Regions from separate parts of the Mus musculus genome. Here region 2 is linked to region 1. The links are chromatin contacts, called in public promoter capture Hi-C maps. All regions are on one chromosome and are shown on one strand. Each heading gives the region's core, a stretch centred on a gene start, on an enhancer-like site or on the middle of the called end of the contact. The rest is flanking DNA. Distances are from core to core; before and after follow the strand shown.

Evidence for each region. Promoter capture Hi-C pulls out the DNA fragments that hold promoters and counts their contacts.
Region 2: a contact with region 1 is called in a promoter capture Hi-C map of the HPC-7 cell line. The contact joins the promoter of Fgf23 here to the enhancer-like site in region 1. A contact is called at or near these places in 14 of 39 promoter capture datasets (3T3-L1-derived adipocytes, the C10 cell line, the HPC-7 cell line and 7 more), 3 of 15 datasets of contacts at CTCF or cohesin (the NIH/3T3 cell line and hippocampal excitatory neurons), 93 of 484 Hi-C or Micro-C datasets (the AML12 cell line, the C2C12 cell line, the C3H10T1/2 cell line and 48 more), 21 of 115 datasets of contacts at active chromatin or transcription factors (the NIH/3T3 cell line, PVALB interneurons, astrocytes and 11 more) and 5 of 9 other capture datasets (adipose tissue, embryonic stem cells, embryonic tail and 2 more).

Annotation. Positions count from the first base shown.
Region 1 is chr6:126,960,263-126,965,095 of GRCm38.p6, reverse strand. D6Wsu163e (DNA segment, Chr 6, Wayne State University 163, expressed) reads right to left here. Exons shown (of 14, transcript NM_138594.3): 10 at 3,056-3,130. Among named protein-coding and RNA genes, the nearest start is that of D6Wsu163e, 23 kb to the right of the region's middle. Within about 2 kb of position 2,210, at least 18 of the 459 cell types and tissues checked have an H3K27ac peak or open chromatin away from gene starts, as enhancers often do. A contact at or near this core is called in the HPC-7 cell line, PVALB interneurons, granulosa cells and 1 more, where this site is marked.
Region 2 is chr6:127,070,563-127,075,395 of GRCm38.p6, reverse strand. Fgf23 (fibroblast growth factor 23) reads right to left here and starts at 2,494. Exons shown (of 3, transcript NM_022657.4): 1 at 2,156-2,494. The coding sequence starts at 2,366.

The DNA of each region.
Region 1 (4,833 bases), core at 961-3,460:
CAAAATAGGTTCATCTATCTGGCTACTTACTAACCTCATGTTTTAAAATTCATTTTCCTTTAATAAAACTCATGGTATTTTGTTTATTAAAATCAGTGGCCTGGACTGCCAGCCGAAACCATGTTGATGCCTGTGGCCTGTGCTATAGCCAGATACCAAGTGGGAGTCCATGAACCACACTGCCACTGGCTGTGAAGGGCAAGGAAGCGTCTTTTGTCATGGCTTTGATGACTGCAGACTCACAGTTGAGAAAGGGAGAAATAGAAGGTTTCTACGATGCTCCTCCCCACCCCCACCCCCATGTCTGGACTGGAAGCCATTAAAGATGCTGAGGTACAGCTCTTCACAGCTGACTGCTTCTGGTAGGGGTGGGAATGCGAGTGGGGAAGGACTCGGCTTCCTTTAAGGGGATGGCCACTTGGAGTTTGATCATGCTCCAGTGAGTGTATGGGCAACTCGAACTGGATTTGGTATTTTTTCCCTTTTCCCCTCCTTTTCTTTTATTTTTGGGAAGGTCATAAGGGTGGACCTAGGAGAACTGGGATGTGAGTGTGATCAAAGTGCATTGTGTGAAATTCCCAAATAATCAGTAAAAGTATTTTGTAAAAAAAACAAAACAAAACAAAAACTAAAATGAAATAATTTCAGGAATATAGAAAGAGAAGACAGATGCACTTGTTTTCAATATTTATAGGAGATAGTAAATGTGTTTGGGGAATTTTTTTTGTTTTGTTTTGTTTTTTGTTTTTTTGAGACAGGGTTTCTCTGTGTAGCTCTGGCTGTCCTGGAGCTCACTCTGTAGACCAGGCTGGCCTTGAACTCGGAGATCCGCCTGCCTCTGCCTCTCAAGTGCTGGGATTAAAGGCGTGCACCACCACTGCCCAGCTGGGGAAAATATTTTATAGGAGTACTTTGGCTAGGTAAGAGGGCTCGGTGGGTAAAGGTGATGGCTGCCAACACTGACAGTATGAGTTTGATCCCCAAGACCATGGGGGAAGGAGAGAACTAATACCACAAATTATCCTCTGGTCTTAACATGAGCACACACATGAACACAGACAGAACACACACACACACACACACACACACACACACACACACACGCGCGCGCGCGCGTGCACGCATCTAAACAAATGTAATAAAAATATAAAGTGCTTTCGCACTTCAGCATCTTTAGTTACCAGTGTGTATAAGCTGTAGTTAAAGATGCCTCTCAGGGGACCTAAGCAAAAAGTTTTCTTTAAAAACAAACGGGCAAACAATTAAAAGAACACAAAGGGCATAGATAGAGGTATAAAATAAGCCAGCCAGAGAGAAGTAGAAAGGAGATCATGTGGCGGGGCTGGGCTTGTCACAACGGAGCAGAGCACGCGAGGCAGTGGCCTCCTGGGCCCCAGATGTGTCTGCCTCATCTCAGTGGATGGGCCTCCCAACACTGGCCTTGGGTGTGGGCCAGCAGTGAGGGAAGACAACTCCGTGAGCCGGTCAGGTGCTCCTAATCCCCAATCTGGCACTGCTTTGTCCGTCCTTAAATGACTTGCCTCTTGGTCTCATTTTACCCATTAATAAAATGGGGGCCAGTCCAGGTGCTGGCTGTAGTAACAAATTACTGAGATAGCGTAGAGAAGGGTCCGGGTTGGAAGTGGAGGAGACCTGCTGCTCTCCAGCAGTCTTTGGCTAGGTGAGACTGAGGACTCACTTTTACTTTCTCACCTGGCACTTTGCACAGAAAATGTGGGATTCAGGCTAACTGCTTGTTTGATGAGGCTGCTGGAGAACTGCATGGAATAAGCTGTTGGGTACCAAGACCATCATAAAGAAACAACTATTCCTGGGTGAAGGGGAAGGACATAGGATAAAAACATATTGTATAAAAAACTTAAAAGGAAAAATTAAAAAATTTAAAAGTATGTAATATACCTGGTTTTCTTCATGACTTGAAATAAGTTTTGATGGAGATGTTTTTCATCGCCTATCAATATGCTGGGTATGGAAATTCAGACCCTGTCAGCATATGTGGTAGGCAATTTAATACTCCTGCCTACCCCAGACTAAAGGCATATCATTCCTTGTTTAGTGGTAATAATGATAGGCTTTCTTCAAGGAAGGAAGGAAATGAACTGATCAGGAGATACAGGCACTTCCACAGCAGTAACGGCTACCACACTCCTATCCTAGAAAGCCAGTGTGATGACTCAGGGCATGGGCCTACAAAGAATAACAGACAGGCTCCTGTTCCACAGAGGGAGGAAACGGCTTGTGGTGAGTCTAACATTATCCACCAAGGCAGGAGATGCGAAGGTGGGAGGAAGCTTGGAGGCTGATGACCACAGCCCAACGGGCTATGCCTTCTAAGATGAGGGCCGAAATGGGAATGACTTTCCCTTAAGTTAGTGATGTGGCCCGAGTGTTCAAGGTCTGAGGAAGGAAGTGAGAAACTACATAAAAGAGAAGAGAAAACTATCAAGGAAGGGCTATTTCTGAAACTATAAAGCCGACCACTGTTCAAGAGCTCACGTCTACAGAGCACCCAGGGCTTCTGCTTGCTGCCTAAGAACCAGCGAGTGAGCGCAACCACAAGGAAGACTGAGAGCTCGCGCTCCTGGGGTTAAATGTGTCCGGTAGCAACAGGGGAAGACACAGGGGGAAGGCTGCGAAGGGAGATGTGAGCTTGCATCAAAAGGCCCTGCCACGGTCTAATCACATGCATTTCCATGCACCACTGCTTATATTTTAGAGTAAAAACACCTCTTGGCTCATTCCTTAGTAACTAAGAAACAATGTATGGGAGAAAATGAAAAATATAAAATCATGGAAACTGCATATGACTATGGGTTTTCTCTGTGGATCCAGAAGTCATTACTGGTATACAAGCGGGGCTTTGCAGTGGAGAACATCTGTGTGTTATATGGATTATATGGATCAAGTGCTGTTTCAAAGGCACATATGGTTCAACACTTTATAAATGAGCAGCGTAAGAACTCATGTTTCAAATCCACTATTTTAGTGTGTGTGACTATAGGAAAGTAAGAATGTAAAACAAAATAATACTTACCAGGTAAAATATTTAAATAGTTTCTCTCAGCATTCTTAGACTTATCATCACTTCCTCCATTTTGGTTTCCAGAATCTAGTCATAAAGAAAATAGAACACAAAGAAATATTTCAGAAATATGAAAACATCTTACCCCTCCTCTTTCAAAACAACCACATAGCCAAAGTGTACTAGCTGCCTCTCCACTCCTGCCACTCTGCCCCAGGCTTCACACGGGGCTTACGCATTCCCAGGCGCTGCGAGCGCCCTTGCTCCCTCCCTCCTCTGCTGCAAACACTAAGCATGGGCAGTATAATTTAGCTACATCTCTTCATTTTATTTGGAGAAGAAAGGTTTCAGTCAGCTGCTATCTAAGCAGGGGTCAGAGGTAAGAGGTGGGGCCAGCCTTGACCCCACATGGTTTGGCTACATTGCGCTTCACAACACTCTAGTTGTCTTCTGAGAGGTCAGGGCACTGAGTTAGCTGCACATAAAATAACTTCATTAGATAGCTGTGGTGCGGCTATCTTTATTTTTAGACTCTGACTCACTGTTGTTGCTATAACCTGCTCTGAACTAGATAGCAACACCAAGAATCATTTTATATTCAGCACATTCATGAAATTGACTGTCTCATCTGACACTATTTACAATGGATTTCAAGCAGATGTGTGACAGCGCTTCAAACTGAACTTTTTCCAACAATCAATAATTCCTTTTTTTGTTTTTGAGGCATGATATTTTCTTGGAAGGATAAGTGTTGGATAATGAGAAACATTCTGAGTGAGCATACATTGTTAAAACGGAACACATTATTTACATATATGCACATTTTTAATAGAAAATATACCTCCATGTCATAAGCATTCTCTTGTCACAAATACAAAATGAGTACTACTTCTCAAAGTAGCCATCTTTTAGAGGCAATCTACTGACACCAGTTAAGTTAAAAACTACTTTGCAATCTATTTTGAAATGGCATTCCATATTAGAAAACAGCCAGACCTTCAAGTTATTAAACAGCACACACTAAAACAGAACTCAAAACCCTGTCTGAACACACTAGCTGTGTAACACTCCCTGTCTGAACACACTAGCTGTGTAACGCTCCCTGTCTGAACACACTAGCTGTGTAACGCTGCCTGTCTGAACACACTAGCTGTGTAACGCTCCCTGTCTGAACACACTAGCTGTGTAACGCTGCCTGTCTGAACACACTAGCTGTGTAACGCTCCCTGTCTGAACACACTAGCTGTGTAACGCTCCCTGTCTGAACACACTAGCTGTGTAACGCTCCCTATCTGAACACACTAGCTGTGTAACGCTCCCTGCCTGAACACACTAGCTGTGTAACGCTCCCTGTCTGAACACACTAGCTGTGTAACGCTCCCTGTCTGAACACACTAGCTGTGTAACGCTCCCTGTCTGAACACACTAGCTGTGTAACGCTCCCTGTCTGAACACACTAGCTGTGTAACGCTGCCTGTCTGAACACACTAGCTGTGTAACGCTCCCTGTCTGAACACACTAGCTGTGTAACGCTCCCTTTCTGAACACATTAGCTGTGTAACGCTCCCTGTCTGAACACACTAGCTGTGTAACGCTCCCTGTCTGAACACACTAGCTGTGTAACGCTGCCTGTCTGAACACACTAGCTGTGTAACGCTGCCTGTCTGAACACACTAGCTGTGTAACGCTCCCTGTCTGAACACACTAGCTGTGTAACGCTCCCTGTCTGAACACACTAGCTGTGTAACGCTCCCTGTCTGAACACACTAGCTGTGTAACGCTGCCTGTCT
Region 2 (4,833 bases), core at 1,245-3,744, 110 kb before region 1:
AGACAGTCATACAGATGAAGTAAAGTAAACGAATAAAATAAATAAATGAGGTCATAATTAAACCATGCTCTGCTGTAACTGATGAGGAGGAAGATTATATCAATAGCATGTAAAGATAAGAACAAGATAAAGAGTCATTCTTATGAAAATGCACATAACTGAGACCAGTACATCAGATTAGTGATACTTTCCCCACAAAGGGAAAGCCTACACAAGACAAAAATTACACCCAGCTAAAGTCAGGTTAATTCATTTTATTGCTTCTCAGCCATATTCATTGCTCCTGGCATCCTCCAGTCCTGATGTCTGCAAGCTCCCAAGGATGTCTGTAAGCCTGCCATTTAGACTGATCTCACACATCCTCCCTACCCAAGCCTGGACTGTTCCAGACTGACCACCTTTCAACAAAGAGATTCTATGATTCTAGGAAAGTGGAATGCACATCCTCTAATCAGAAGCAAATTTCCAATCTCTAGAACCAAAATAGTTCACCCTTATCTACTGTCCAGTACTTGAAATCACATGTAGTATTGCAGCGGAAGTCAGGGATGTCTTCCGGAGAGAAGGCTACAATGGCATTTCCTAAAAGTTGAATAATGCACCGGGAGACAAGAGGTCTATGAAGAACTATGTCACATTTCCAGTGGCAGAGGGTTGTGTGGTGTCAGGCACCTTGTAAGTCCTGTCCACAGAACACAAACAGTTCTGGGAACCCATGGAATGTACCCACATTTACTCCAGATTCTCCACATCAGCCTCAAACCTGACTTCCAAGAGGTAACCCCAAGCCCCCCTTTAGACCCCTGAGTTTTGGAGCATGCCTTGTGTTTGGAGAGAGCCTTTCTCCTCCTCTTCCTCGTCCTCCCATTTCCTGTCAGTGTAGCCCGTGGGCAGGTGTAAGCTGCTGGCTTTGCGTGTGCCTGTACCTGGCTGCTAGGTTTAAGGTCTGTTGGTTTCTAGCAGAGAGAAGATTGTTCGCACAGCAAGGCCACATCCAGGAAATGGGCTCACCTACTACAACAGCACAGAGGCGATCATAATCCTTACAGAAAGTTCTTTAGTGAAGTGCAAACTGCCACTGCTCAGTGCTCTACATGGCACAGAGCCTAGCTGCATCTTCTGTACCCTCTTGGAGTAATTTTTCAGTTTTGTTTTGTCTTATTCTTTGTGTATAGCTGTCTTGTCTGCTTGTATTTCTGTGTACCACATTTCTTCAGTGCCATCAGAGGTCAGAAGAGGGCATTGAACCTCCCGGAATTGGAGTTATAGATTGCTATAAGCTACCACTTGGGTGCTAGACTGGACCTGGACCCTCTGTAAGAGCAGCAAGTGCCCTTAGCTGCTGAGCCATTTCTCCAGCCCCATTTAGAATACTTTTTGCTTGTCTGTAACATAGAACATGTGTCTCTTCCAATACCCATCTCTCTTGCCACTCTATTTTCTATGTGTTATTCCTTATGCTGGAAGGGGCTTTCAGTTGAATACATCTGGTTGATTGACAGGTATGATTAGTGATCCAATTTTCCATAGACTCCATCCTTAAGAATATTCCAATTGTTTCACATCACCAGTGAGTTCACCACTAGCTAATCAGTTTTGTTAGCAACTAAACACATTTCAGCTTCTCAGAGAAGAACCACCAACCAACCACACAGGACGCTTCTGAAGTACCCTGCACACCTGCTGAGTGGATGCATTCAGTCAGACTTGCTAAGACAAAGCAGCTTGGTGGTCTGTCTTTAACATAATGTCTCTTGAGAAGGTTTGCTTTAGTTTCCAGACAGTCTCACAATGTAACCCTGACTAGTCTCTCCCAGTTAAGTTCTGTCTGGGTTATTCTTCTCTTTGAGCCCTTGTCTTTCTGTCCATCTTTCCCTCTAATTCTTGAGCAGAAGAAAAGAAAATTATCTCTCATTATTGGAAATGGGTTACAATAGCAATTATTCAGGTTGAGAAAAACTTGTGAGTCAAATAATAAAGGGGAAGAAAAAAAATCTTCCTTTTAGGTTACACACACACACACACACACACACACACACCCCAAAACTATGCATACAAGAAACTAGACAATTTATCTAGCCCAAGGTTTCCCCAATACCTCTGTAGGTCAACAGCAGAGAGTTTCCCCTCTTCCCAACCTGGAACCCATACTCACTGTAGATGGTCTGATGGGGGGTGCCATCTACATGACCATCCCTATGGATCTGTAGGTGATAGCTGGTCCTGGCTGTAGCCGTGTACAGGTGGGTCAGGCTTCCCCAGTTGGAGCCAAGCAATGGGGAAGTGTCCGGATAGGCTCTAGCAGTGCCCAAGCTGCAGACAGTGCAGAGCACGCCCACCAGGAGTCTAAGGCAGGTCCCTAGCATTGCACAGCACTGAGTGGCTAATGCTGAGTTTGAAATCTGACACTCCCAGACAGGCTGGGCCCTTGCTGGCCTTTCTCTTCTTCCTAGGAAGAAGCTGAGAACTGAGGTGGGGATCCTGGGCTAGATTCCCTCCTTTTTTCCCCGGGACTTTTAAAGGGTGGTGGTGTGACATCAAGCAGGAAAAACAATGCCGCCACATCCTCTGTGTTGTAATCATCCATTCAAAGAAAAAGCCCAGACTTCTTAGGCTTGCGGAAGGCGCGTCAGTTCCAGGCACACACATACATGCACGCACACACCCCTCAATTTCAAGCCAGTGCTCCCATAAGTGAATGATGTGTGGGCAAAAGTTATCTGTGACCCTGGGTCATTTGTTGACCTGTCCCCACTTCCATCAGGAAGTGTGAAGGCAGCCAGCAGTACTGAAACAAACAAACAAAAAAAACCCCAGAAAACCAGAAAGCCGCCTCCTCGCTAACTCATCTCCCTCCAGTGTCCTTGTTTTGGTTTGCTTAAGCCCTTTTCCTCCAGCTGCCAAGTGTGTTCTTGGAGCTTACTCCTGGCTGTTGCATCTGGCAAGTGTCTTGATATATGGTCATAAGTGATGCTATCAGGCAAATGAGACTCCCCCCTACCCCCATACACAAACCCCAGGAAGGGTGTTAGGTGGGAGCATGAGCTCAACACCTCCCATCACCATTCCCAAAGACCTCAAGGCAAGAAGAAAGAAAACAAGGTCTTGAGGTCAGCAAAAATGGCAAGATCTGGTTTCTCAGTTTCCCTCGTCTGGATGAGGCAGGGAACTAAACTGGCAATTATGGCTTTGCCAATAGGAAGGAGACTCATTTGGAGGACTGGAACGGCACTGCTGGCTGATCAGAGGAATCAGAGGGCAGGAAGCATCCAGGAGCTGCAGGACTGGGCACCTCCCCAGCCCATGTCCACACCCTGGGACCTTGTATGAGTGGATGCCTCACTGCAGAAATTGCTCTGTGCATGCCCTCTGTGGAGGTGCGTCTGATGCAGCGGTGTGGGGTGTGGGGTGTGGTGTGTGGGGTAGGAGGTTGAAGGCAGACTAACACACACAGTCCATTGGAAGGCAGACTGCTGGAACAGACATCAGCAGTATATGGCCACAAGAAAAGGACTGCTCACTCAGTGTCCCAGGTTACTGAGTTCCTACAACAGATGAGTATCCCACAAGATAGACATCAAAGCGGATGGAAGAGAGAGCAAGATGTGACAAATCAAGCGGAGGAAGCAGATAAAGACGAGTAGCCATCGTGTAAAGCACATGGATGCTTGCACACGCCAAGGCAAGTGGAGATGCCCGTTCCACCTCCAGTTCCAGTTGGGTCCAGGCTTCTGTGGTTTACAGAGTGTTTTCTCATCCACTAGTTCTTTGAGCTTCACTGCAACTCTATAAGACAGGCACACTGTGCTATTACCATTTAAAACTTGTATTTATTATTAACTTACTTATTTACCAAGACAGGGCCTCACTATGTAGCCCTAACTGGCCTCAAACTCACGGAGCTCTGTCTGCTTCAGTCTCCTGATTGCTGCGATTAAAGATGTGTTCACTAAGGCTGGACTTCAAAACAAATGTGTGTGTGTATGTGTGTGTTGCCATTTCTGAGAGTGTTCATGTGTGTATGTATATGTGTTTGAGTAGGATCAGCAGGCAACCTCAGGGTTGCTCCTCAGGAGCTGTGCACCTTATAGCAGCGAGCCCCTGGCGTCCTCCTGCTTCTCCTTTCCCAGATTGAGATTATAAGATTGTAAGTGGGCCCTGGGCATCAAACTCAAGTCCTCACACTTATGTGGCAAGTGCTTTGCTAACCGAGCCATCTCCCCAGCGCTAATACTTTAATGTTATACGTGAAGGAGCGGAGAGCTAGTCTGTAATGCCGAAGTCACAGAGTCATACCCAGTAGAGTTAGAACTAAGTCTACCGATGCCCCAGGATGCTTCTCCAGGATGAATCATAGCCACAGCTAATGCTCACTGAGAGACCACTAGTCCTCTTAATAGCCTGGTTATTTTTCTCTTGTGCTAACTCGTTTAATAACCCTGTAAGGAGGCCATTACATATTTCCTTTATATACATATGGAAACCAATGGGAAGGGTCTATGTAACTTGCCTAAGTATAGGTGGCCAATGCACACAGAGGGTGCTGGTGACCAGCCTGGACTCTGGATTGAATGACACATTAACTCCCACAGCCCATCAGAGCCAGAGCTGTGTGACCTACCCCTTAATAAGAAAGACTAGGTAGCAAAGACATCACTTTTTTCTTAGTAAGCCAAGCTCTCTCCCAGGAGATATAGGGAACATGTGTGTGTCACTCCAAGGTTAGATAAAAGTTGCCTGACATTTAAATGCTTATATCTGAGTCTTATTTAATAGATTATTAATTAATATTTAATGGCCACAAGGGAGAGTGGTGGCACATGCCTATAACCC